Linked DNA regions of Zea mays: region 1 is linked to region 2. The links are chromatin contacts, called in public Hi-C maps. All regions are on one chromosome and are shown on one strand. The core of a region is the stretch at or near the end of the contact, and the rest is flanking DNA. Distances in the headings are between cores, read along the strand shown. Region 1 holds the start of LOC100278152. Region 2 holds the start of LOC100381442 (calmodulin binding protein).

What was found. Hi-C and Micro-C count contacts between places; a contact is called where the count stands out from the background.
Region 1: a Hi-C map of ear shows a contact between it and region 2, with 2.2 times the contacts expected there. The contact joins the promoter of LOC100278152 here to the promoter of LOC100381442 in region 2. A contact is called at or near these places in 2 of 25 Hi-C or Micro-C datasets (ear and tassel).

What each region holds. Positions count from the first base shown.
Region 1 is chr3:204,802,639-204,809,541 of Zm-B73-REFERENCE-NAM-5.0, reverse strand. LOC100278152 reads left to right here and starts at 5,180. Exons shown (of 4, transcript NM_001320344.1): 1 at 5,180-5,311; 2 at 5,716-6,903. The coding sequence starts at 5,257. It overlaps LOC118476742 (a long non-coding RNA gene), which reads right to left and starts at 2,063. Exons shown (of 2, transcript XR_004857350.1): 1 at 1,857-2,063; 2 at 1,185-1,736.
Region 2 is chr3:204,420,853-204,428,331 of Zm-B73-REFERENCE-NAM-5.0, reverse strand. It overlaps LOC100381442 (calmodulin binding protein), which reads left to right and starts at 6,129. Exons shown (of 4, transcript NM_001174281.1): 1 at 6,129-6,389.

The DNA of each region.
Region 1 (6,903 bases), core at 3,931-6,430, 380 kb before region 2:
CTGTTGGCTTGTATTAGCGAAGATGTTGTCCTGCAGAACATTCTTTGAAAGAACACACCTATATGAGTTAGACTGTCTAACGTCGCAGTCTATGAGATTTGGGTGATCTCTAGTAAACTCATGAAGAGACCTTGGAGTACGACGTATATGCTCCACCCGAGAAGGGGACTACTGGTAGCCAAGTACTGGTCATGACTTCAAGTGAAACCCATTCACGCAAAACTTGCAATTCAAGGCATAGTCCATTGTCCAAGTTGTGGGTTGGTGTAACTTGGAGTTCTAGGCGGAAGTTCAACTTAACAGTCTCTGCTGAAAAACTAGTATATTAAACAGTAGTGAACAGTGGCGAAAACTGCAGATGGGCATTTGAGATCTGGTGGGGGATTGTTAGGATTTATGGGCTTGGCCCAATTAAGAATTTCTAATAATTCCAGGAAAATCTCAAAAGCCCATATAAGTGGATGGCAAAGGGATAGGTGGAACCAATAGCACCATATTGCTAGCTCTTGTGGAGTAGAGCTAGCTTAAATATGGAAGCCACACTCACTCACCAAGTCATGGATGAGAGGAGAGAGTGTGGAGAGCCACACGCGCGCGCGCTCGCTCGCCTCGCCTGGCCTGGCCTGGCCTGGCCTGGCCGGGCCGGGGCGAAGGGCGCGGGCGCACGACATGCGCGTGAATGGTCCGCCGAAATCCGGCCCCTCGCCTTGCGGGGGCGCGACTACCTTTTGCCGTTTGATTTTTTGGTTTCTTGGCTGTTACGCTTATCCTAACCGATCGCTATAAAATCTCAACAATCAATTGCGAGATTTTCGTGGGCGGATAAGCACAGGGGGTCGCGGACTTGGCCCTATAAAAGGAGCCCGGCAGCCAGCCTCCATATCATCCCAGATCCCAGTTCACTTTCGCCTCTCTTCATAGCTGAGCCGCCTTTTAGTTCCCTTCGTCCCGACCGCAGAGGTGCATCTGCGATCAGGAGAGCAGGTCTCCGGAACCCTTCGTCTTCTAGATCCTGCACCGGGAGAGGGCGAATAAGGTTTTTGGGAAGCGTCTTCACGCGACTGCTCGTGATCTGCTGACCTCGTCGACCCAGCTGATCCTGGCGCGCGCCAACAATCAGTAAGTCTAATCAGTACGCATCATCTGATTTGGCTTTTATTTCAGTTCTTCTGATTTGGTCATGATTTATATTCGGAATTTAATTTGGAATTTGTCTAATTATTCAACATTTGCTGCGTGTTCTTAAACATGGAGTACTCTTTTTATGGGGAATGTTCCGTTATTCCATTTCACTGCCCCCCATTCGAATCTATCCATACACATATTCGTTCTTTCCATCGATAACCCAGAACCAAAGATTGGTCGATGCATTTACAAAAAAAAGAAGAATAGAACTTTAAATCCCAATCACTGCATTTGCTCCGTCCGCGTTGGTGGTAATCAAAACAGCGCATGCGCAATCGCAGGGCAATGCCACGGCGGCAAGATTGGCGTCTGCTACGGCCGCAACGCCGACGACCTTCCGGCGCCAGACAAGGTGGACTAGCTGTTCCCCCGGCTCCACGCCAGGCGCGGGCAGCATGCCATGGAGTGGCGGCCAGGCGTGCCCGCCAGGCGCCAGCCAGTCATGTGAACCCCGGCCAGGATCGTCCACGCACAGATCGCCACCGACCGCGTCGCTGTCCTGGGGATAGTGTTTCTGTTTCGGCGCCTCACCGCTGCTCGCCGCGCGCGTCCTGCCAGGGAAAAAAAGATAGACGAGAGATCATGGATGCGCCTCGAAGAACCCATGCCTCGGGGGGGGGGGGGGGGGGGGGGGGGGGGGGGGGGGGGGCGGGAGTCGGGACACCTGCTACCTGCCGTCTCACGGGGGAGTGGCGGCGCGTGCAGTGACGAAGCAAAATCCAGGGTTACAAGTCGTTTTAGGACAACGCTGATCAGGATTTTGGGTGACAAGACTGCATCCAAACGTTCGGTATAGCTATAGCCCTAGGTCGTCGGATGACCTGTGGAATGCATGGCTCTAGCATATGGGGCTCTCATTTTCAGCTGTCACTGTCGTGGGAGCTCTAGTCCGAGACGCTGGTGGTTTCGGATGCCAAGTGAGTCGTCCTTAGGGCATGTACAGTGGAGAGACACCAAAACGGTTCTCCAAGCACAGGAGACAACTAAGAGACTCTATTGTACAATGGAGTGTCTATAAACGTAGTCTATTAATAAATACAGAATTAAATGTATTTGTATAGCATCAGATCGATAGAACAGACGACAAATTCGTACAGTGGGAAGTGAGGCGTCTGTTGTTACTTGGTTTACGAGCCAGAGACGTCTCTTCACGGAGAGACGGCTCTAAGATTATTTTGCAAATAACACCTAAAACACTTTAAGAGCCCCCACATTAAACACCACTGTACATGCCCTTAGATACGGAGTAGCTTCCCGCGCCCGGCGGCGGCGGCGGACGACACAGTCAGAGCCAGAGCCGCCCCCTTCTGTTCCTGAGCGCTGCCTTCACGGCATGTCCGAACCTACCCGACACGTACGAAGAGACGTCGCGGACTCGACCTCTCTCCTCCCTCTGCTGCTCAGTAGCGAACGGAGCATCCATTCCAAACCAAGCAACGTATGGAAAGATCGCGACGCGACGCAGCTCGAGTCCATAGTCCACGCCACGCGGCCAATAGGTACAACTAGCTAGCTAGCTCCTGATTTCTCCTGCGGAAACGTTCAGCGTCGCAGGCAAGTGGCGGCGGCGGCGGCTTCATCCGACGGGCCCAATCCGACAGGCAACTGTACTCTGTAGCGTGACCTTAGAGATGGCCAAACGGGCCGCCCGGCCCGGCCCGGGCCCGATGAAGCCCGGCCAAGAACCGGGCCGCGGGCCCGCCAAGAACCGGGCCGGGTCTGCTGTGCCAGCGGGCTTAATTTTCTGTCCAAGCCCGGCCCGCAGCGGGCCTAAACGGGCCGGGCACGAAAAAACGGGCCAAAAAGCGGGCTAAACAAGCCGGTAAGCACGTTTAAGTGTAAAAAAACGGGCTTAACGGACTTAGAGGTAAACGGGTCGTGCCGGGCTAGCCCGCCGTGCTTAGTTTCCTGTCCAAGCCCGCCCGCTTATTCTACCGTGCTGGGCTCGGACCGGGCCCAAAAAGCGGGCTTCGTGCCGGGCTCACGGGCCTCGTACTTTTTGGCCATCTATAGACCTTACCGGGCCGGACTGGCCCGTTCCGCAGCCAATGAGCACGGCCATTCGCCAGTCGGCGGCAGAGATCGATTCAGTTGGGCAGATGGAGCGGATCGATTTGGATTGGATTGGATTGGATGCAGCAGGTGGCGGGCGGCCGACCGGCGGCTGCTGGGAGACGGAGGTTGGGATTGGAACAGGTAGCAGGCAGGCAGGCAAGAGCTGGGCCGCCGTTATGTATTGTTATCTCTTATTGGATGCCTGTGCTGGTCAACCGAATGGATAAGGAGAAGGAGGGATGGGTATTCGGACCATGATTTGGTCGTCATACGGAGTAGTTCGGCGGATTGGAGCCAGATCGTGATTCTTCATGACCAGTGACGTGCCGACGGCGAATGTAGCTCGCTGCCTTTCTCTTACGTCTTACACATGCAGCGCGCCAGAAGAGAAGATGATGAAGCGACGAGGATTTGTACTACTTTTTATTTTATTTTTTTTTTAAAAAAAAAACTAGTTACATGCTGTTGCGTTATATCGAGGTCATGGTTCTCTAGAGACACGTGAGCTTCGAGATCGAAATCGAATAGGACGCAGACGTGTAAAACTTTTTAATAGACAACGATTCGTATCAGATACGGACGCATCGACCAAAATTTAGGTGACTCCGTTAGATTCATATATTTGTAACGTGATGGATAACTAATAACGTTAAATTATGTCTATTTAATTTCAACCGTAGTTTGATACCATACTAAAAATTGATACAGTATATTCAAATTTGTTATCGTCGATACTTAAGTTTAAGTGTAAATTATTACGATTATCATTTACGTCATATTTCGTGAACCAAACGGAACCCTAGTATCATCAGACAAAATAATGACGTCAGTGCTTTTCAGACCCAGAGAAATGAAATTTGGAGTCTTTCTCCATCAGAAACTCATAGAGCTGCAGACGATTAGAGAAAGTGGAAAACAAGGCGGCGTGGCGGCCAGGGCCGGAATCACTTCACATTAGTGGCCTGGTAGCATATGCGGACCTCGCGCTTCTATGCTAAGGCCCAACCCGACCACACTTTGGTAATTTGCTGGGCCGCAGCCCACGCTCCTATCTGTCCCTATTTTCTCATTTTCTGCCATAGTGTCAGCGAAGGAGTTATAGAGCTGTTTATGTACTGGAACATTGCAACAAGTGAACGATACGATGCTGCTAGAAGAGTGAAGTTCATTTTTTTTAAAAAAAAAAACTATGTCCTAGATTTTTACTTTCAGATGACATATAGATAGAGACGCCCAAAAATAAAATAATCATTCTGTACAAAAATATAATTCTTTTCAGCTCTTTTTTTTCACATTGGAACGTGATGATAATAAATATAGATATACATATAAATTATGTTTATAAATTAATTAATGAATGTATATTTAGTCGAAATTAAATTATATTTTAGGACGGAGTCAGTAAATAACAAGATTTCAAATTTGGCTTTGGAAACAAAAGAGCTGCATTGAGCATGTTCGACCAAAGCGCAACTTCAGTACTAAGCCGTAGCCACAACGACAAAGCTTTCTCCTCTCACGGAGTGCTGTACCGATGCGTACTCCAGCGACTGACATGTGGGTCACTTTGCGTTCGTGTGGTCCTGGCCTATGCGACAACTTCCCACTTCCCTACCAGCAGACATTCCTCGCCCCCGTTTTTCCTGTGCCCTCGTCGTTCCGTTTCTCCACTGTTCCTTTCCGGACTTGAGCCGGCCTTGTTTGAACGCCCTCAGCTCCATTTCATAGCCACCGGCTGGCGTCCGCTCCCGCAACAGCCGTCACGCACTTCAATCCAGCAGCCTCTGCTCTGCCTGCGTCGCAGCCAGTGGCTCAGCGGCTGCGCCCGTGCCTGTCACGTCTTGTCCTCAATCTCTCTCTCTCTCTCTCAATCCTCACCTCTCCGGCTCTCTTTCTCCTCCCCAGTCCCCAACGGTGAGGCCCCCGCCGCGCAGCCCATCGACGCATTGCCGCTGCAAGCGCGGACACCGAGGGCTAGAAGCGGCGGCGGTGCCAGGGTTCGGCGCTCGGTCGGCAATGGCGAGGCGGCTTATGCTGGCGCTCCCTGTGCTCCTCTTCTTATTGCTCGTCGGTGAGTTGCTAGTGGCTTGTTGTTATTGAGAATGTTACGATCCTTCAGTTGCGTGCTTGTTTTAGTGTTGTTAGCAACGCGTGGACGGCGAGATGCCTTGCTTGCTCGACGAAAAGTACACGATTCGACTCTTCTTGCTCTTTGGTCTGGATGTTTTTTGCTGCGTGTTCTTAAACATGGAGTACTCTTTTTATGGGGAATGTTCCGTTCCATTTCACTGCCCCCATTCGAATCTATCCATACACATATTCGTTCTTTCCATTGATAACCCAGAACCAAAGATTGGTCGATGCATTTAAAAAAAAAGAAAAAAAGAAAAAAGAAGAGAACTTTAAATCCCAATCACTGCATTTGCTCCGTTCGCGTTGGTGGTGGTAATCAAAACAGCGCATGCGCAATCGCAGGGCAATGCCACGGCGGCAAGATTGGCGTCTGCTACGGCCGCAACGCCGACGACCTTCCGGCGCCAGACAAGGTGGCGCAGCTAATCCAGCAGCAGTCCATCAAGTACGTGCGCATCTACGACACCAACATCGACGTCATCAAGGCATTCGCCAACACCGGCGTCGAGCTCATGGTCGGCGTCCCCAACTCCGACCTCCTCGCCTTCGCGCAGTACCAGTCCAACGTCGACACATGGCTCAAGAACAGCATCCTCCCATACTACCCGGACACCATGATCACCTACATCACCGTCGGCGCCGAGGTCACCGAGAGCCCCACCAACGTCTCAGCCCTCGTCGTGCCAGCCATGCGCAATGTGCACACCGCGCTCAAGAAGGCCGGCCTGCACAAGAAGATCACCATCTCCAGCACCCACTCGCTCGGGATACTGTCCCGGTCGTTCCCGCCGTCTGCTGGGGCGTTCAACAGCAGCTACGCCTACTTCTTGAAGCCTATGCTCCAGTTCCTTGTGGAGAATCAGGCGCCGTTCATGGTGGATTTGTACCCCTACTATGCGTACCAGAACTCGCGGAGCAATGTGTCCCTCAACTACGCGCTGTTCTCGCCAGAGTCTCAGGATGTGATTGACCCAAACACTGGACTGGTTTACACTAACATGTTCGACGCCCAGGTCGATTCCATCTTCTTTGCGCTCATGGCTCTGAACTTCAAGACTTTGAAGATCATGATCACTGAGTCAGGGTGGCCAAACAAAGGGGCGGTCAAGGAGACTGGAGCCACACCAGACAATGCTCAGACCTACAATACCAATTTGATACGCCATGTTGTTAATGACAGCGGCACACCGGCGAAACCAGGGGAAGAGATTGATGTCTACATATTTTCATTGTTCAATGAGAACAGGAAACCTGGCATCGAGTCGGAGAGGAACTGGGGACTGTTTTTTCCTGATAAGAGCTCTATCTACAGCCTTGATTGGACGGGCCGAGGCAATGTGGATGTTATGACTGGAGCAAACATTACAAGTGCTAATGGTACCTGGTGTATTGCTTCAACTAATGCTTCAGAAACTGATCTGCAGAATGCCCTCAACTGGGCATGTGGTCCAGGCAACGTAGATTGTTCTGCCATTCAGCCAAGCCAACCCTGCTACCAGCCGGACACTTTAGCTTCCCATGCTTCGTATG
Region 2 (7,479 bases), core at 4,880-7,379:
AGCCTCACGACACTATGGCATTTCTCATATGCAACAAGATCCATGCATCATCACGCTAATTGAGCATGGCAACAACTCTAAGCCATTTCACCACCATGCCACCTATTGCTTGCACTAGTGTACCTACAAACTAATCACATGTGTATCTCAACATAAGCACATATTAGTCCATATAAGTTGTCACTTAATTACCAAAACCAAACTAGCACCTTTCAGCCAACTAATCTCTCCTTGATGCATGAGTGTGACACATTGATGGATCTTCTGTCACCCAGTTGTCAAGGTTGTTGCCCCTCCACCCACCTCACTATTGATTGTAGCTCATTTGTCCATGAGTATCACCTCGAATGGTCGTGCCACCACATCTATCCCTTCTTGCTCCTCCTTCGCCTCAAGTCAAAGCTCCATTACACCTAGCCTCCTTATCCGTTCTGTCGTAGGTTGTCTCTTCGTTGGCTCCTTCGCCTCCTCCTCGCTCCACCATCGTTGAATCCACGTACGTGACCTGCCAACCTTCTCCCTTATCGCATGGTGAGACCATGGCTAGGGCCCATGGAAGTAGCAATAGCGCCAACCACGAGCCAACCTAGCATATATATTGGTATTGCTTCTCGGGAGGGTCGACATGGAAAACAACACAAGAGGTCATGTCTAGGCCACTCTCTAGGGCTATGTCGCTATCAGGCTGTATATAACAAGGACCGCTAAACAGTCATGTCCGCTAAATTTAGCGAACACCGAGGTCCTTTATTCGTCCAACAACGAACGATAAAGCCTCCGGTAAAAATAGTGCTTGTCACAGGACACGCTAAATCTAGAGCTTCTCGGGCGTCCGCGTCGTCGCTTCGTCTCCCTCCTGCGTCGGGGCGGAACCTTCCCCTCGCTAGCTCCCGAGCCGCACGTCGATCACCTAGACTGGTCTCCTCCCATTCCGACACCACCCTGGATCGCAAGAGCAAGTCTAGCAAGGGTGTCGCGAGATCGAAAGCGATGTCCATGGCCGCGCTCGCCGCCGCTATCGCGGCTGGCGACAATAGCTCAGATCTCGCCGACGGCACGGTGCTGCTGCACGAGGAGGAGGACAAAGTGCCTGCGAAAATGGCAGCGTAGGAGACGCCTCCAGCTCCTCCTCGGTACCGACGACGAGAGGCATGGCTGCGAGAGGCGGCGCCTCCAGCTCTACCTCGACGACGCCTCCAGCTCCACCCTAGCTCTGCCTCCTTGTCTTGTTGTGTTCGATTTCTCTATTTTTCTCACCTTGGATTAGATTAACCATGAGAGCATGTGTTTCTCGACAGTTGATATTGTTAGCCCACACGAGGTGTTTGATGGAATGCCCATGAGCAATGGCATGCATTGCTGCTTTTTTCAGATCGTGTGAAATTTGGACTGAAGTTGTACTGAAATGTTGGTTTGTTGAGAATGATGACAATCGAAAATGTAATGCAAAACCTATTTTAATTTCACGGCAAACAAAATTATTTATGTGGCAAGTGAAAAACATTGAATATGAAATCGGGTAACACTGTAGATATAGATGATCGAATTTAGAAGACATTGCTGGAGATGAAAAAAATATAGAGATCTGAATCGTTTAGAGGGTGCTATAAAAGACAGAGAATATTTATTTAGGGGGCGGCATCGAGGGAACGTTGCTCGAGACAACATTAGGCATGATGTGCCATACCTAGGGCCAGTTTGGTTCGCGGCTAACTGTGACACACTTTGCCTAAGGTTAGTCTTCCGAATTGAAGAACTAACCTTGAGCAGAAAAGTTAGGCAAAGTGTGACAAATTACGTAGTAAACCAAACAGGCCCCTAGTCTGGCCTCGTGGGGCCTCGCTTTTATTGAGTCTGAAGCCCCGAAGAGGTCGGGCAGGGCGGTTAATTAGGACATCTATGATTGATATTAAGTTGGAAAAATTTAAACTTACAAGTCGAGAAACTTTTGGATCTTAATAGTGCAAACCTATAACATTGCACCTCAATCTAGACCAACGACCAATGCCATTAGATTGATAATAAGTCCGGTCGTATATATTTTTATGGTAACAGGAGGGGGTGTGGACTCCCCTACTGGATAGATTAATGAATGAAAAATGTTGTTTAGACATTTTATAAGAAGGAGAATGGTGGAGAGAAAAGAGAGGAAAAAGTTACACGCCCTAGCTATCTAACCAAGATGGCACAACATTCTGAAAATGCTCCTTTGCCCTATGAATAAGCAGGTACATTTCTTTCCTAATGACTAGTCTTATTGGAGTTCTATTTAAATTTCATTTGTATTTAATAGGCTCCCATATAGATGGTTTTTTAAAGATATGATCATGTTTTTAAAAAGAGAGATCAAAAGTGAGTTTTATCTCCTTTGGCGTGATTAATAATTCTTCACGAGTCATTAAATTGTCTATGATACAGACAATAAAACATTGTATTAAATGTAGGTGCTTCATCTATGTTTTATTTTATCCTATATTAGAAATAATGTTATATAATTTTTTACTAGAAGTGATCTTAAGTAACATCCTAACACTATTTTATGGTCTGCCAACCAAAATAAATCTTAACACTGGACCAAACTCAAAACCTAAACGTGCTACTAATATTAAAGCACATACAACAACTGCAACGGGAGGTACATGGTGCACCTTTAATTCAGCACTGCGGATCGTGGCGAACATGCAGCTCCAGTGGCCAGCACCGTGCACCCGTGCTGTCATTCACCGTACGGTACATGAAGCGTGTACTCCTTCTCTGTCAAAAAAAGTTAATGTAGGTCCGTACCATTTACATTTGGTCAAAATTTTAGAAACAAAATAATATTTATATCTATAACTCTAAATTAATTTTACTATGAAATGTATTTTGTAACTAATCTAATAGTATTTATTTAATGTTGTAAATATCGACTTTTTTATTTATAATTGGTTAAATTTTATGCTAAAATATGAGATTGTGCTCAAATTGCATTCTTTATGGACTGAGGAGTACATACTTTCTTAGTTCTATAATAAATACACGCATAGAGCTTAAAATTTTATCTTAAAAAAGTATACATCTAGGAATGTAACCGTCTAAATTCTAGTTGTTTTTTACTTCTTTTCTTATAAATACAATATATATACTAATATTGATTTATTAACTCAAATTACGGAAGTATACTTATTTTTTTGGACGAGGGAGTACGCTGGTGGTAGCCTGAAAAGGGTCACGTCGCCTAGCTACTGGTAATGCGTGCACCGTCAGGCACGTAGACTTGCCTGCGCTGCACGATGCGATTACTGCGATTGCATCGGCCACTCAATCAGTTTTCCTAAAAAGTCACGGCTGGGCTGCTCAATAAAAAAAAACCTTTGACTTTTTTCACACCGCGGATCTCATAGCAGCTTTTTTTTAGCCATGACTCACAGATATTTTGGCAAAAACTATAGCTCTGCCATGCACGTACTATGCCTCTCATGTGGTTCTCCTAGCTCCATCGCAGTCGCAGCCAGACTCGCACGTTTGCCGCTTCAGGTTCGCACATATCCGGTGGTTCTCCCGGCTCCATCGCAGCCGGACTCGCACGCTTGCCATACTTCCCGTCCGGCTGACCATCTTGATGGCTCATCTTTATATCGTTAAACTTAATTTTACAGACAGTACAGTTTACAGTGTAAATATACTGTTTTGTACGGCTATATAGATAAACTGCTAGAGATAATCTAACTGGCTTTAATTTCAATCAGCTAAAGGAAATGGTGCACGTATATGTACGATGTAAGTATACTTATACTTACTACTCTTTATCGAGCAACACATCGCTACTACTAGGAGTAGTGGTACTTTCCGAAGTCCGTATTGTACGTACGGCGCAACGACAGGTCGGCAGCGGGTTTTCTGCAAGTTAGTTAGGGCAGCGACAACATGACAGGGCGCCCGTTTTTCGTAGCCAGAAAAAAGGAGAGAAAACGAGAGGCGACAACAAGTCAACATGCATGGACCTTATGCATCAACCTGCAGTGTGTATTTTGGTGGTTGCTGCTAATGTCTCTCACCAGCAAATAAAGGAGAATTCTTGCTCAAGGCCACATAAAGACGCACGTGGTTTTAGGTAGCATGCAGCTGATGCTGCCGCTGTCTGATCCGCGGCCGACGCACTCGGTAGCATCCACGATGGATGCAATGACTGTATGTGTATGGGAATGGCGGCAGCTCGCTGTCGTTTTCCAGGGAATATGTAACTGTACGTAGGACGGTAGGAGTATATTGTTAGAAAAAAGGAAACATGTGATCTTTTCCAAGAGACCGCAGTTACATATTGTGAACAGTTGTGTGTTCACAAGCACCCTTGTGCTTTGTATGTAATGGAACACATCCCTCAATAAAGAACAATCTCTGTCATTTGATTCTCTCAATCTCGTTTTCACTATATTACAACACGTTATCAGCATGTGCTCGTGCTCGCGAGAACAAAGGGAAGAAGAGATCGCTCGCTGTTGGAGAAGGTTGAAGGCATGGAGCCTACCGTTTCTCTTCGTTTTCGTCGTATGCGTGAAGTTCTTCGTATCATCGATGATGCGTTGTTGGAGACATACGCTTCTGGTCAAGCGTCGGTGATGCCGCTGGTGGTTGCACCCGCTCCACGTCGTGTCCAAGTGCACATCGTGCACTTCTACGTGATTCACGGATGGTCTGCGGTTGTGTAGTTGCCGGAGCTCGAATGTGGCCTCCCCATTTCGCTCCCATCACCGCTGGTGCCGACGGGAGACGCGAAATCGTTGGTGACTGTGCCCATTTAGATCGAGTTGGCGGCACCGCCGCCTCCTCCACCCACTGTCGCAGGACTTCGCCATCGTCGTTCTCCATCCCCACCGGAGCCGATTGCCGCCAGGACCATCACGGTGCCCATGGAGCTAAGCCAACCACCATGTATATATATTACACATGATTATAAGGTATAAAACATAAAAATACATGTGCCTTGTTGGTTAGATGGATCTATATAGTCTTTTAAAGCCAACCACCGTGGTTTATATCCCTATTTTTACATGTTTTTAGGCTTTATTGTTGTTGAAATGTGATGGGTTGTCATAGTCCCGGCGAGCCATGGGTCGGCCTGGCATAATAAACAACCTAACAGGTTGTGCCTGGGCCTCCAGTGGGCTAGCATGATATGGCCCTATATCGAAATGAGTTGGCCCATGTCTGTCCCTTTCGTGTCGTGCATCAACCGAGCTCGGGTCGAGCGAGGTGGCACGAGCCAGACTAGCATGATAAACAACACAACGACCTTTGCCCTATGTCTTGTCGGTGGCATGTGGGCCGGCATGATACGAGCCATGACCCGTAGATTGAATCGGATTAGGTTAGACCTCGTGTTGTGACTCAGCTGGGCTTGAGGGGGTCGGGCCAGGAGACCCTTTTGGACATATATATTGCACGTTGCCTTTAAAGCTTCGCTACGGAGGAAAACTGATACCGGCTGTACATCGCCAGACAGGTCGTTATCTTATGTAGGCCATAATTGTTGGAGGGGGGGGGGGTGGTGGGGGGAGCCACGTTTGAATTTGACGATGCACAGCGTGCAGTTGCAGCCGTGCTGTGCAGGTCAAAGAAAGTTTCGACGGGACTGAGAATCTGGGACTATTCATCACCCCAAAAAAGATTTCGAGGATCCTACGGTGACGCTGCTGGCAGCAACTGTAGCTTCGTCGGCTGTACGACTGTACGAGCCCACGGATCCTGGTAGACCATGGTGAAACCGAGCAAGGCGCACCACGAGACGAGATCTACAAGTACAACCCATGTACACCGGCGCCCATGCAGGTGCAGCTCTCCCGTTGCCGTCCCAAAAGCCTGTGTCCCATCAGCAGTACTGTTGGTACCTCTGGATCGTTGACCATTTAGGTATGGTGGTTAGCCAGTCAGTCGGGCCATGAAGTGCCTCGTGGCGCAAGGAAACGTTGGGCCGGCCGGATCACACGTACTGGCCGCGGCAGCACGCATGACTGCAAAAAAATGAAAAGAAAAAGAGTACCGCTCGTCTTCTCACGCGGCGACTTTCTCTGCGCGCGGTCAGGCGACCAGAGATCACGGTATAGTATAGAAGAGGGGGGCCGGGCCGGCGCGGGCAGCAGCAGCCTGCAGCCATGAGCGCGAGGTGTAGCGAGCGCGCGTCCTAGGGAGGGTCGGAGCCGCCCCCCGAGTTGCCAGCAGCAGCCGCAGAGCGGATCCAGGTCGCCCGGCGCCCCGCGTGCGTGCTCTGCTCGCTTCCAAGAGAAGACGCTACCCCAGTCCCAGTGGGCGCCCGCGAAGCCACGACCGGCAGATCTTGGCGTCATCGAATCGGCCGGCCGATCTGATCCCCCCCCTCCTCCCCGGTGACCGGCGCCGGGCGGCCGTTCTAGGTGCGTGACCCTGTTTTTCACTTTTGCCGGGCGCTGCTAGTTACCGGCTCCACGTCCTTGTCCCCTTGCACGCACCGTCGGGGGGTGGCATGTGATGTGTGCCTGCCTGCCTGCCTTGGCAGGGCGGGGCGGGAGTCGACAGTCGAGTCGCAACAACACTGCGCTTCTGAGCTGGTCGTTTGGAACATCCCGCCCCGCGCGTTTTGTTGGCTTGCACTGCACTCGGACGGGCGAGCAGAGCGCGCGCGGGGGAATCTCTCGTGATCGTGATCTGGGTCTTGGGTGTGCCCGGCCCGGGGACGCCACGCGAATGACCTGTGCGGTGCCGAGTCGTGGAGGCCCACGCGTCAGTTCCGGCGCTCGCCTCCTCCTACTAATCCGATCGCCGCTGTGTGGGGATCGCTGCTGTCTCTTTTTTTTTTACGGCTCCACATGCCATGCTAGAGGCTATCCGCACTCATTCTACTCTAAATTTCTACAAGGAATATTCTATTCTAGTCATCAACATTTTAAAATACAGTAGCCAAACTCCCGCATCCACAACTACTCTATATCTCAACTCTATATAAACTATCATATTTTTTATCAATATATATCAAAAATACCCACCGTGGGCCCCACCACACATGTCCTTTGCTTTGGCCCCAGCACCTATCGTGGGCTGCGCTCGTTCAAACTCTGGAAGTAGCGTTTACAGTAACTCAACCAGTTCACCACTGCGGCCGGTTATTCAACTCTATATTTATAGCGTGCCGTTCCCAGTAAGCCACTGCGGGCAGCCTGATCCGCGCGGACGTGGTTTTCCTCTTCGGGGCTGGACCTGCACTGCACGAGGGCCGCGCGTAAACCTCGCCGGGGCGCTGTCATCTGCTGCTGCCTAATTCCAAGCCCTCTCTTTTGCCGCCGCTCCAAAGTTTCTCGCTCCCATCTCGTGAGCTTCTCTTTCTGACGCTGGTGCAAGCCGATCTTGGCTCCAATCCGCTCGTACAATTGGCCTCCGTTTGGCAGCTCTGCCGTTCCCCTACCGAACGAGAGAGAAAAAAAGGTTTGCGTTCCTTCAAAATTCCCATCTGCAGCGGCACTCCAGTTC